3 separate regions of the Sus scrofa genome follow, and regions 1 and 2 are each linked to region 3. A link is a contact called in public Hi-C and promoter capture Hi-C data. All regions are on one chromosome and are shown on one strand. Each heading gives the region's core, a stretch centred on a gene start, on an enhancer-like site or on the middle of the called end of the contact. The rest is flanking DNA. Distances are from core to core; before and after follow the strand shown. Region 1 holds the start of SELENOI (ethanolaminephosphotransferase 1 (CDP-ethanolamine-specific)). Region 2 holds the start of HADHA (hydroxyacyl-CoA dehydrogenase/3-ketoacyl-CoA thiolase/enoyl-CoA hydratase (trifunctional protein), alpha subunit). Region 3 holds the start of ASXL2 (putative Polycomb group protein ASXL2).

Region 1 (3,923 bases), core at 1,413-3,912, 370 kb after region 3:
ATCAGCTGATTTCATCTTAGAGAAATTAAATAATATAGTTTATTTTTTTAATTTTAATTTTTTAAATTTATTTTTTATTACTCAAATGAATTTATCACATCTGTAGTTGTATAATGGATCACAACAATCTGATTTCACAGGATTTCCATCCCATAGCCCAGGCACATTCCCCCCCCCAATAATATAGTTTAATTGTTTCACAGATGAATAGAACCTTAGAGATTTAGTTTAAGGCCTACTCTTTAAAAAAGAGAATAAAGTTAGGTGAAGTAAGTTGTCTAGGATCACACAGCCAATATGTGACAGATGTCAAAGTATAAACAAAGTTCTGTGTTTTGTTTCGGTTTAGAAATTCTGACTGACTCATAGTTGATTTAAACTTGTTACAACCTTCTGCAGAAGAGAGGCAGCAAATTGTAACTGCTTTCACAAAATTAAAAGCTGCTCTTTTAAAAACATTGCTTTTGAAAAAAATGTCAGAGAGGTAGGAAAAAATGTCACAAAATCAGAAATGTCTTTTTTTTTTCTGTCTTTTTAGGGCCTCACCTGTGGCATATGGAAATTCCCAGGCTAGTGGTTGAATGGGAGATGCAGCTGCCAGCCTAAGCCACAGCCAGAGCGATGCCAGATCTGAGCTGCGTCTCCAACCTACACCACAGCTCTTGGCAACGCTGAATCCTTAACCCACCGAGCAAAGCCAGGGATTGAACTGGATCCTCATGGATACTAGTCAGATTTGTTGCCACTGTGCCACAATGGGAACTCCCTCAATTCAGTTTTCTTATCAGAAGGGATTTAAATACAGTACCAGTACAAAGGAAATACTTTTGTGCCCAAGGAAGTGGTTTCATAGTTTTCCTTTCATCGGTACCAATTTCCTTCTTAAATTAAAGGGAGATTCGGAGTTCCCGTCGTGGCTCAGTGGTTAACGAATCTGACTAGGAACCATGAGGTTGCGGGCTCGATCCCTGGCCTTGCTCAGTGGGTTGATGATCCGGCGTTGCCGTGAGCTGAGGTGTAGGTTGCAGACGCGGCTCGATCCTGTGTTGCTGTGGCTCTGGCGCAGGCCGGTGGCCATAGCTCTGATTGACCCCTAGCCTGGGAACCTCCATATGCCGCGGGAGCCGCCCAAGAAATGGCAAAAAGACAAAAAAAAAAAAAAAATTAAAGGGAGATTCACATTTCCAATGTCCTTTTCAAAGCTGGGCACTTCACAGCATATGAACTCTTTGCTCATTTAGTCAACAAAATGCATTGACCACATATTTGCAAGCGCTGGGCTATGGGACGTGGGGAAAATTAAGTACCTAAGATACAAATCCTTCCCTTAGGGCAAGTGAAGATAAGACCCAAGTTTTTTGATCATCTAAGTACCAAGTATGACAGATGCTTTGTATCTATTACCTCATAAGAATCTTAAACTTTAATATACTTGATATATATATATATATATTGAGCCCCCAATTAATATGTTAAATGAATGAATGTTAAAAACATGAGATCTCAAAGTGATCCTTTCTCAGAGTCCCAGACGGATTGAGAGGCTTTTGTAGGTGGTGGCTTTCAATACTTAAGACCTCATTTCCTGTTGGGTTGACTATTTCAGAGCTGTGTAATTAAGTGATCCTGGGCACTTTAGATATTCTGAATTTTGACTTCCTGATCTGCAAAATGGGGAAAATGCCTCCCACCTCAGTGTTATAGGGGTTGGTGATAAGCTATGCAAAATCCCCCACATCGAAGACAATCAATAAATGGTAGGAACTACTACCATTATTAAATTTTATTATTAGACTGACACATACTAGCCATCTATCTAGTGTTCTTTATACAATCGGCTCCACTTAGGTAAACGTACTCGGCAGCGACTCTCTGAGAAGACAGAAAGTCGAAAGATTCAGAGATCAGTGCTTTTATCTTGTCGGGAGGCATGAGCAATGCTCATTTGGAACAGAGTGATAGAATGGAATGTGGCGCGGCGGTCCAAGGTTCACAAAGAACGCTGACCCAAAGGGCTTGTCTCCAAAGCCTTTTCACGCCCCTTTACCAACTGCACAAAGCCTCCCATGGAGCCTCCCAATGGCTTTCCTACAGAAAAATCAGGTTCGCAAAGCTCCTACTGGGTGCAGCACACCGTGCCAGGAGCTCGAAGCTGACTGGGCACAGACCCTTTTTCCGCTTTTACTTTACTGCTTGATGGAACTGAGCTCCTGCCGAACTGGTTCGCATGCAACCCTACCCGCCACCCCCACCCCCCACTCCCCGCCCCCAGAATAAAATGGTATCCCCAAGTCTCCAACCAGGCACAGTTGCCACCTAATCGCTGACACTACCCAGGGGCGAAGAGCAAGGTCTCCTGGGAAACTGACCTTTCACCTCCCCTCTTGCCTTACCTCAACTCACCAATTTTGACGCTAGCGAATGAAGCGACGAGGAGACCCAGAAGGCGGGACTTGGTGGTTGGCGGTCCACGCTGATTGGACTGTGACTGCGTGCAGAGGGGGACCGCGTGAGCGGGCTCGCGACCCTCCCTCGGTAGGCGGGGAGAAGTGGAGGCTGCGCTTGCGCGCTGGGGGCCGGCGGAAGTGGCCGGGGCGGCTACGCTTGCGCGCTGGGCGGAGCTCTGCTCTCCCAGCTCCTTTGCCAGCCCAGGTCCTTCCAGTCTTGTTCAGCCGGTGTGGTGCTCGTACTTCCCTACGCTGTCGCAGAGAGTCGCTGCCGAGTGGGCGCTCGGTGTTCGGGTCGTCATGGCTGGTTACGAATACGTGAGCCCGGAGCAGCTGGCTGGCTTTGATAAGTACAAGGTAGAGCGGGCCCCGCGGACGCCCCTCTTTTTGCTCGTCCCGGCCTCTTCTAGGCGCCTGAGGGGCCGGTGCGGTCCGTGTCACCTTGTGCCGCGTGGCTCCGGGCAGGCTGGCGGGAGTTTCTCCGGGGGTCCTCCCGAGTGCTAAGGCTTTGGGGTCGGGGTGCGTGGGAGCACCCCAGGCCCGCCATCTGACTCGGCACCCTCCCGGGGGATTGCCTTTTCCTTAGGAGACCACTCGGCGAGAGTGGAGCGTGAGAATTCCCTTTGCTGCTTCACTTCGTTGTTATTATTTTTAGTCCTCTGAGAGGTGATGCAGATCTCTTCTGCGGCGTCTTAATTGCCTTCATTTTCATGAAGTTTCTACATCCTTTTTTGCCTACAACTTAGGGGATGGAGAGAATCTTTTGGCAGACGCGGCCCGGGGAGGGGGAGTGACTGCTGGGGCCATACTGCTGATGCGCTCTCTTCCACTCCCAGTAGCGAGGCGCCGGGGCGGCCAGTGAAGTAAACGGGCACGGGGGCAGGAACTGGAACTGTGTAGTGGAAAGAGCGCGGGCTTTGGAGTACATAGAAACCTGCTACCAAACCTGATGCCCACATTGCATTTCTTGATTTGGCTCTGGGCCAAGTCACAGTCTGTACGGTGCAAAATGATTTCGAGAATTCGAGAAGCGCCTCGTCCATAATGGGCCTCCAGTAAATGCGGTTCTCCTCCACCGCACCTGTATCAGTGAATGACTCCACTATCCATCTAGTCAGTTGTCTAAGCCTGAAATCCGAGCAGTAGCCTTTCATCCTTGCTACCTATGTCGCTTTCACTCACCGATTCACCAAGCGGTGAAAAATCAGGTCCTGTATGTTGTGTCATTTTCAGCCGAAACTGGAAAGGTGGCTCCATTACCTCTCCCTGCACCTATACTTTATTTTCATCTTTTTTTAAATTAAAAAATTTTTTTTATTTTCATCTTTTAATTTTAGAATAGTTCTAGAATATTTTAGAATAGATTTTCAGAAAAAATTGTGGAGCTAGTCCATACAGAGTTCCCACGTATTCCACACCGGGTGTTCCCTGCTATTAACGTCTGACATTCGTATGGTGTGTTTGTATATGTTCGTA
Region 2 (3,525 bases), core at 599-3,098, 290 kb after region 3:
GGACTTTTTTCAAAAATCTATAAATTGCTACTAAAAGAGGCAATAACTATAATAAGCCATATTTTCTTTATTGGGGAAAGACCAATGCAAAATATATACACATGTGTATGTATATATACTTCTACACAAAAAAAATATAGAAGAACCAAGCTTGTAACTTTTTACTACACATGTAAAACAAACATTACTTTAAAAATTATCAGATATACATAAATCACAGTTCTTCAGGGCAAAAAAGTGTTAATAATAGCTAATGCTTATTAACATTAATAATAGCACTTACTTCATAGAAAAGCTGTTTTACACTTAAAACAATTCTTTTAAAGCTCAAAAGGTGGTATTATTCCTCATTTCACAAAGGAGAAAACAGAAATATACATTAATTGTCCAAGGTCATCAGGGGTAAGGTCACCAGAGAGGGTAAAAGACAAAGCCAGATTCAAACCCACAAGTCAAACTCCAAATTTAATGCTTTTAACTGAATTACCTTAAGAGCAATGGATGGGAAAGTTCAAAAATATATATTTGATATTTTTAAAATGTTAAATCAAAAATGTGGAAAACAGACAAATCAAACTGTCAGGTAACATGACCAAATGCTAACAGTAGGTATGTGAGTAGTAAGAGAATGGGTGATTCTTTTTCCTTAATCCCTTTCCCCACTCTTAACATTTCACCTTCTTGTAATATTATGAGTGGGAGTCACACACACACACACACACACACACAGAGTCCTGTGGAGCCTAAAAACAGTGGTTGAAATAAGAAAGCAGAAAAGAGTCAATCATTTAATCAATCCCTTACAGTAAAGGGAGATTCCAGGCACTAAAACAGCATACAGTACTACCCTAGTGGTTCAGAAGGAGGAAGGCATATTATAAATGAAATTACTAGTTAAGTAAGCAGAGTTAAATACAACATGCAATAAAAAAAATCACATTTCACCTTAAAGATTTGAGGTGGAAGGAAAATGCTTGATTTTCCACAATCATCCACTTTAATTCTTTCTCTTGCCAGTTTGAAGAGAAAAAGACAATATAGCTAATGAAAGCTACCTGGGTATTGTTAGAAACTAGGGTAGAAATAGTTGTTAAAATTATCTAACATTTTGTTCCTTAAGTATCTTCATGTTTAAAAAAAAAAAAAAGTTTTCTCCTTGCAAGTTGCAGGACCTCCCCTGAGAAAGTCAACGCATTATACTGGGTTCCTACTGGGATTATGGAACTGCAACAGGTGAGTTTCCTATTAAAGTGTGGTAATAGGTACAAAAAAAGGTTTTGAGGGAAAGGGTGTGGAAGTGGCAGTAATTTGAAAGGCTGGTTAATTTCATACAAGAAGGTTTTAAGATACCTCCTTTTACAGGCAAGGTGCTGTGGAGCCACAAAGATGTGACAGACTAGGCTGTCCTAGTCGTCCTGGACCTCTCCATCTAGTAGGGACAGGTTCAAGGCCATCATGAAGGGAAATACGGGGAGACCTGCGGAAGATGCCAGACCCAGTGGATGGAACTCAGAAACGTCAGCGGTTACGGAGTCTGAAATCGCCGCAGGACTTGAGAGAAAATATCAGTCCCTGCGCCAGTAAACAACAAGACACTGGGTCCCACAGCAGCAACCCTCTCCCTCATCCAACGCTGGCTTCCTGAGCCAGGAGATGCAGGCAGCGCTGCGGCGATAAAGTCCAGGTCTCTGGCCAGGACCGTAGGTTGCCCTCAAGCAGGCCTCACCTGGGCAGCGGAGCGTCTGGGAGGCAGTGAAGCGACGGAGGCTGCCTATTGCCCGGGAGGCGACCATCTTGAGCAGGAGAGGACGAAACTGGAAAGTTGCTGGAGCTGGTGGCAGCCAGAGGACTTTTCTTCCCGCCGGCTGCCCCTGGCCAGGCGTCCGACGTACTGCCTGACTGAAACCCCGGTGACGAATTGCCGCTGGCCCCTTAACCTTGCCCTTGGCTTCCGGCTAACGGGACGAAAAGGACACTTTCTCCGCCGGAAGGAAGAAGACCCTGGGAGGAGGGGGCAGAGTTACATTTTTTTCAGTCAGGCAGCCGGAGGGCAGCCCGGGAGGCCGGCGTGGCTCGCGGAGCCAGCGGGCCGGGTGAGGGGTCCTTCCTAGGCAGGACCTGTCTTTTGGTCCCCGACGGGTCCTGTCACTTGAGTCCGAAGCTTTCCCGAAGCAGGTGCCTGAGCGACGCGAACTAAGGTGAGAAGGAGCGTGCGCTCGGCTCTCCGCCTGGCCTTGCCCCCCGGCTCCGTCCGCGCTTCCTTTCCCACCTTCTACCCCAGGGCCCGCGGCCGCCTCCTCCATGGGGGAGTGGAGTTCGAGGGGACGGAAGGAAGCGTCTCAGTGGAGTCTCCCGTACCGGTGCAGTTTCGTCAGTAATTTGGCTTCGCGTTGTCGTAGCTCTGAGCAGCGGTGTCCCCTGGCTCGTTTAATTTGTCATCACAAGTTAACAAACTGTTGATTTGTGTGCGTGTTAGTTTAAAACGCTGGCCCGTGTTCCACTGTTGTTTCATGCGCTTTGCCTGTAGTCAGGTCGACTACAGAGATTCGGCTGGAGCCAGAGGATACCTCTTTTATGCTGCTGGGAGTGGGACTCTGTCTCATGGCTTTTGGGGACTCAAGTTGGGAGGAGCTGAGACATTGCCGTGCCCTGCTCTGAGATCCAGTGCTCAAGATTATTTTCTCATCCAGAAGGGACCTGAAGATCATCTAGTCATTTATCCCCTTCACTCTATCGGTGAAGCCCATGAATCAGAGTGGCTACAGTTGGTAGAAATAGGACTAGAGCCTACATTTACTAACTTCTAGTCAAGAACTCTGCAGTGCATGATTGCTGTTTTTGTGCTGGAAAAATAGTCTGGAGTCCTGGAATCCGGCGATTGATTCCAAAAAAGGGGACCTCGTAGGCCCTTTCGCTGCCATCTCATTGAATCTTCATATCCCAAAATTGTAGTTTGCATTTTGTAAGTGGAGTTTAGGGGCTCAGAGATTATGTCAACTTTCTGGTAGCTGGCAAAGCCAAGAATGAGACATAAATTTGAGTCTCACCGCTCACCAGATTGACTGTTCAAGAGGCAGAGAAGAGGCCGGGGGAAATGGCAAGGAAGTTGAGACTGAAATGAGGAGTATGGAAAGAAAGAAGAAAAGGTTTCTGTTTAAAGCTCAAGTCATATAGTGAGTCCTCCATCACTGTGATCATGTTAAGCAGAAACTGGATGACCAGTGATCTCTTAATTAGTAAAAGGAATTCTTGATGACCTCCCAAAGCCCTCCAACTCATAAGGCTTTTACAGTTCAAAGCTGCCTCCTCCCTCATAATGCTCTTGCGGCCTCTAATTTAGTGTAGCATTTATTGTTTAGATCAGCAGTGGCAAACTTTTTTCTGTAAAGGGCCAGAGAGTAAATAGTTTAGGCTTTACAATCCACATCCATCTCTGTCATATATTCTTTCATTTGTTTTGCTCGCCAACTCTTTAAAATTGTAGAAACGGTTATTAGCTAGAGGCCCTGGGGTTGTAGTTTGCCA
Region 3 (3,587 bases), core at 27-2,526:
TTTTTTAAAACCTACTTCTAAACTTCACAATAATAAATTTAGAAAAGGGGGAAAGAAGGATGGTTTTATCCACTACAACTTCGTGAGGCCATCGCTTTAGCTACGGAAAAGTCAAGGCTCAGTAAACTACACGTCCCACCATGCTTTGCTGCCTTGTTCAGAGTAGGTCTCTACGGAAACAGAAAAAAAAAAAAAAAAAAAATTCTACAAGTCCCACCTGTTACTTCGTTTCTAAACACCTCCAGCACTTTCAGCTGCAACAGCAAACATAAAACAAGAGCCTCGTGACCTCCGGCCGGATCCGGGAGCCCAGACAAGCAAGGGGCCCGGGGTCAGGCGGCAGATCTGCTACAGCGGGTGGGTTCTACCCAGCGCCAGCGCTCCCCTCTTCTTTCCGGGGCTGGGTGCACGCACAAGCCTTCTCCTATCTGCATCCAATGGGGGCTCTTCAGCCGCAAAAGGGAGAAGAACCGGTTACTGTGCAAGCACAACAGACTTCCCCATGCCGGGGCGGGGGCTACCACGGAGTCGGGGTGAGAGCGTCGCGACCCAGAGAGCAGCTTCAAAACACCAAGAGGATTCGTCGCAGAGCAGGGAGAAGCCACAGCCCCGTGGCGACCCTCTTCCGCTGGCGCCTCCATTCCCACAGGGACCACAAACCCGACACTAACCGCCGCCCTCGCCGCGCGGTTTTTTGCCCCCTCAGTCGAGTGGCAGGACCATTGACCCCCCCACCCCGCGCCGCTTCCCCTGCGACCGGTGGGCGGAGAAGGAACGAAAACCTCCTGGCTTTCCACTCCGCTCCCTCCTCCTTACCGTCTTGGCGGCCTCCGCCCAGGTCCTGCCCTTCTTCCTACGGCCCTTTTCCCTCATGTCGGGTCTTGAACTGACTGGGAGGCTCCCGTGTCCGGGCTCCAGCCGCCCTCCCTGCCTGCTCTGCCCTGCGCTGTTTTTCCCGCGGTGCCGGGAAAGGTGGGAGAAAGGGGAAGTCAGGCCAGAGGAGCACCCAAGCAGAGGAAGCGGCGGCGGTGGTGCGCGGGGTGGGGGTGGGGGGGGGAAATCTATGAAGCGGCCGGTCCTCCTGCTGCCGTTGCCACTGCTACCGCCGCTGCCATATTGGGTCCTTACTGTACAGGCAGCCGCTACGGTCATGTGACCGCTCCCGCGCGGCCGTCACTACTGTACGCAGCCGGCCGCGCGAGCGAGCGCGCGCGCGCTCCCGCCACCTGCGCCGGGCTGCGGAGAGAGCGAGCCAGCAGTGCCCGGCGCCTAGCCACGCCCCCGCCCTTCCGCTCTCCGCCTCTCCTCGCGAGCTTGCGCAAAGGGAAGGACCGACGCTGCGCTGCGTCGGGCGTCCTGCGCTTACGCCTACAGCAAAAACCTGCGGAAGCGGAACTTGATCCGTCCCGGAAGGTTTATTGAGCGGATTCTGACCGCGTTGGGAGGGCGTTACGGTGACTTTATAGACATAATCCTGGGGAGAACCGTGCTCTTCCTTCTAGGAGCAACCCTCCCAAGTATCACTTTCAATGAGCCTCGAAGTTGCGTTTTTTTGTCTATGTTCATTTTCATAAAGGCTCTCTTTTTGAAGGTTTGCAGTAATTCTAGCCTATCTGTTTATGCCATCTGATAGATGAAGCAATTTGAGTTTGAGTGACTTGCTAAACTCACGAGTCTGGAATGCGGTGAAACCAAAAATCAAATTACCGCCTCAGAGTCCTTTCTGTCTCCCCAGAGTGCCTCTCAAACTTAGGTGACCTTTATTTTAAGGCCACCAATAACTACATTCACACTTTTACTTGTGAATGTCTCATCAAGGACACAAATGGTGTCTTTTTTATCTGGGTGAGTTCAGTCCCTGGCACAGTGCCTGTACATATCAGGCGCCCAGTAAATATTTGCTGAATGATTCAGCTGTAGCTGTAGTCAGAAACCATTATTTGTAATGACCTTAACTGCCTCCTGAAAGATACAGAATGTGGCATCTTCCATCGAAATGTCCTTGTCTTGATACTTTGCAAAAAGGGCAGTAATGCCTACTAATCTCCCAAGTCCACCTGCTTCCAGAAGCTGCTTCCGGTCTACTAAATTTACTATGTTCTAAAATAAGACTGAGAGTTGGGCTGCCTCTTGGGAGAAAAGACAGTTGAGAACAATACTTATCTTGGAGTCCAAGGATGCGTTTCAGAAGCTCATGGCCCCTCTAAAATTATGGAAAGTATTTTGTATGTGTTAGTTGTGTATTTTTTGAGAAGAGGATTCATAACATTTCGTCATTTTTTTAAAGGAGTCTTTTACACACGTACACAAGTCTTAAGAGGGCGTCTGAGAGGGCTTCTGGAAACTTCTTTATCTTTCCCCTTCAACCATTGACAGTCAAACAGCCCCATATCAGCAATTGATACGGTCATGTTTTCACCAATTTCTTTAGTGATAGCATGATCCGTAACACTCAAGGGATGTACCGTCTCCCTCTAAAGCCTAGGTCTATAGTCTGTTCAAGAAGCAGCTCTCCATTCCTAGCCATTGCCTGGGACTTGTCATCTAGCCCTGTTGCCTGAGAATTTTACCTCAGCTTGTTTTCAGATCTTGCTAGGACAGATTTTCCCGCTGTCCTTACTTTGCTTTTCTGGAGCTCCATTCCCAGATTTTAATTTCAAGGGTAGGGGTTGTGGTAATGCAGTTCCTACTTGTTAAACTTCAACAGATCTGGATAATTTTGTTGTTATTATTATTAATAATAATGAATTATAATTCCCCAGAGACTATGTTTGTTCTAGTGTGTATTGATTCAATTTGTTATGCCTATTTGCCTCTCTCACATCATTTTCATTCAGTTCTGGATTTCCCTAAATGTTCTACCTCTACTCCCACCCTACTCAAACCCATCCTTCAAAGGATGCCAGATCTTACTTCTTAAAAACCCATCCTCCCCCACAGCGACACTCTCCATAATTCCTAATCAGGCCAAATTTCTTAGCCCTGCTTCTACTTTTGCCTCTTCATTTCATTGATACTACTGATTCGCATATCATATAAAAATCATTGGCCACCAGGTGTCTTTATACTTTGCAAAAAGTGTAGTAATGCCAACCAATCTCCCAAGGGCAGGATCCATGCCCTCCCAGCAAAGCCAGGGATCAAACCTGCATCCTCATGGATTCTAGTCGGATTCGTTTCCACTGTGCCAGGAAGGGAACTCCCATGGTACAAATTTAATCCCTGGCCTGAAAACATCCACGTGCCAAAAAAGAAAAAAAAAATGAAATATATAATCTTTCCAGGGTAAAATAAAGAAACCTCTTTTCCCTACCACCTTACCCTACCAAATTATTTTTCCTTTTTTTTCCCCTCTTCCTTTTTTTTTCAACCTGCTGCACCCCAAGAGAACTCCCCCCATTATTTTTCTCACTGTGGAGACTCAGACTGACTGATCTGTGATCATTTTGCCTCTCAGAGGTTGGGTGGGCCACTTAAACTTTTTAAGCCTCAGTTCTCTCTACTAGGGGTTATTATGAGGTCTGCGTGAAGTAATAGATGTCAAGTGCTTAGAATAGCACCTGGTAGAGTGTAAGCCATCAATTAAT

The links. Promoter capture Hi-C pulls out the DNA fragments that hold promoters and counts their contacts. Hi-C and Micro-C count contacts between places; a contact is called where the count stands out from the background.
Region 1: a contact with region 3 is called in a Hi-C map of liver, with 4 times the contacts expected there. The contact joins the promoter of SELENOI here to the promoter of ASXL2 in region 3. A contact is called at or near these places in 2 of 47 Hi-C or Micro-C datasets (heart right ventricle and liver).
Region 2: a promoter capture Hi-C map of fetal liver shows a contact between it and region 3, with 2.6 times the contacts expected there. The contact joins the promoter of HADHA here to the promoter of ASXL2 in region 3. A contact is called at or near these places in 2 of 5 promoter capture datasets (fetal liver and liver), 1 of 47 Hi-C or Micro-C datasets (heart right ventricle) and 1 of 2 datasets of contacts at active chromatin or transcription factors (alveolar macrophages).

The regions. Positions count from the first base shown.
Region 1 is chr3:112,669,823-112,673,745 of Sscrofa11.1, reverse strand. SELENOI (ethanolaminephosphotransferase 1 (CDP-ethanolamine-specific)) reads left to right here and starts at 2,662. Exons shown (of 10, transcript NM_001244662.1): 1 at 2,662-2,804. The coding sequence starts at 2,748.
Region 2 is chr3:112,751,666-112,755,190 of Sscrofa11.1, reverse strand. HADHA (hydroxyacyl-CoA dehydrogenase/3-ketoacyl-CoA thiolase/enoyl-CoA hydratase (trifunctional protein), alpha subunit) reads right to left here and starts at 1,848. Exons shown (of 20, transcript NM_213962.2): 1 at 1,727-1,848. The coding sequence starts at 1,793. It overlaps HADHB (hydroxyacyl-CoA dehydrogenase/3-ketoacyl-CoA thiolase/enoyl-CoA hydratase (trifunctional protein), beta subunit), which reads left to right and starts at 2,070. Exons shown (of 16, transcript NM_001348972.1): 1 at 2,070-2,198.
Region 3 is chr3:113,042,477-113,046,063 of Sscrofa11.1, reverse strand. It overlaps ASXL2 (putative Polycomb group protein ASXL2), which reads right to left and starts at 1,276. Exons shown (of 13, transcript XM_021087739.1): 1 at 817-1,276. The coding sequence starts at 1,152.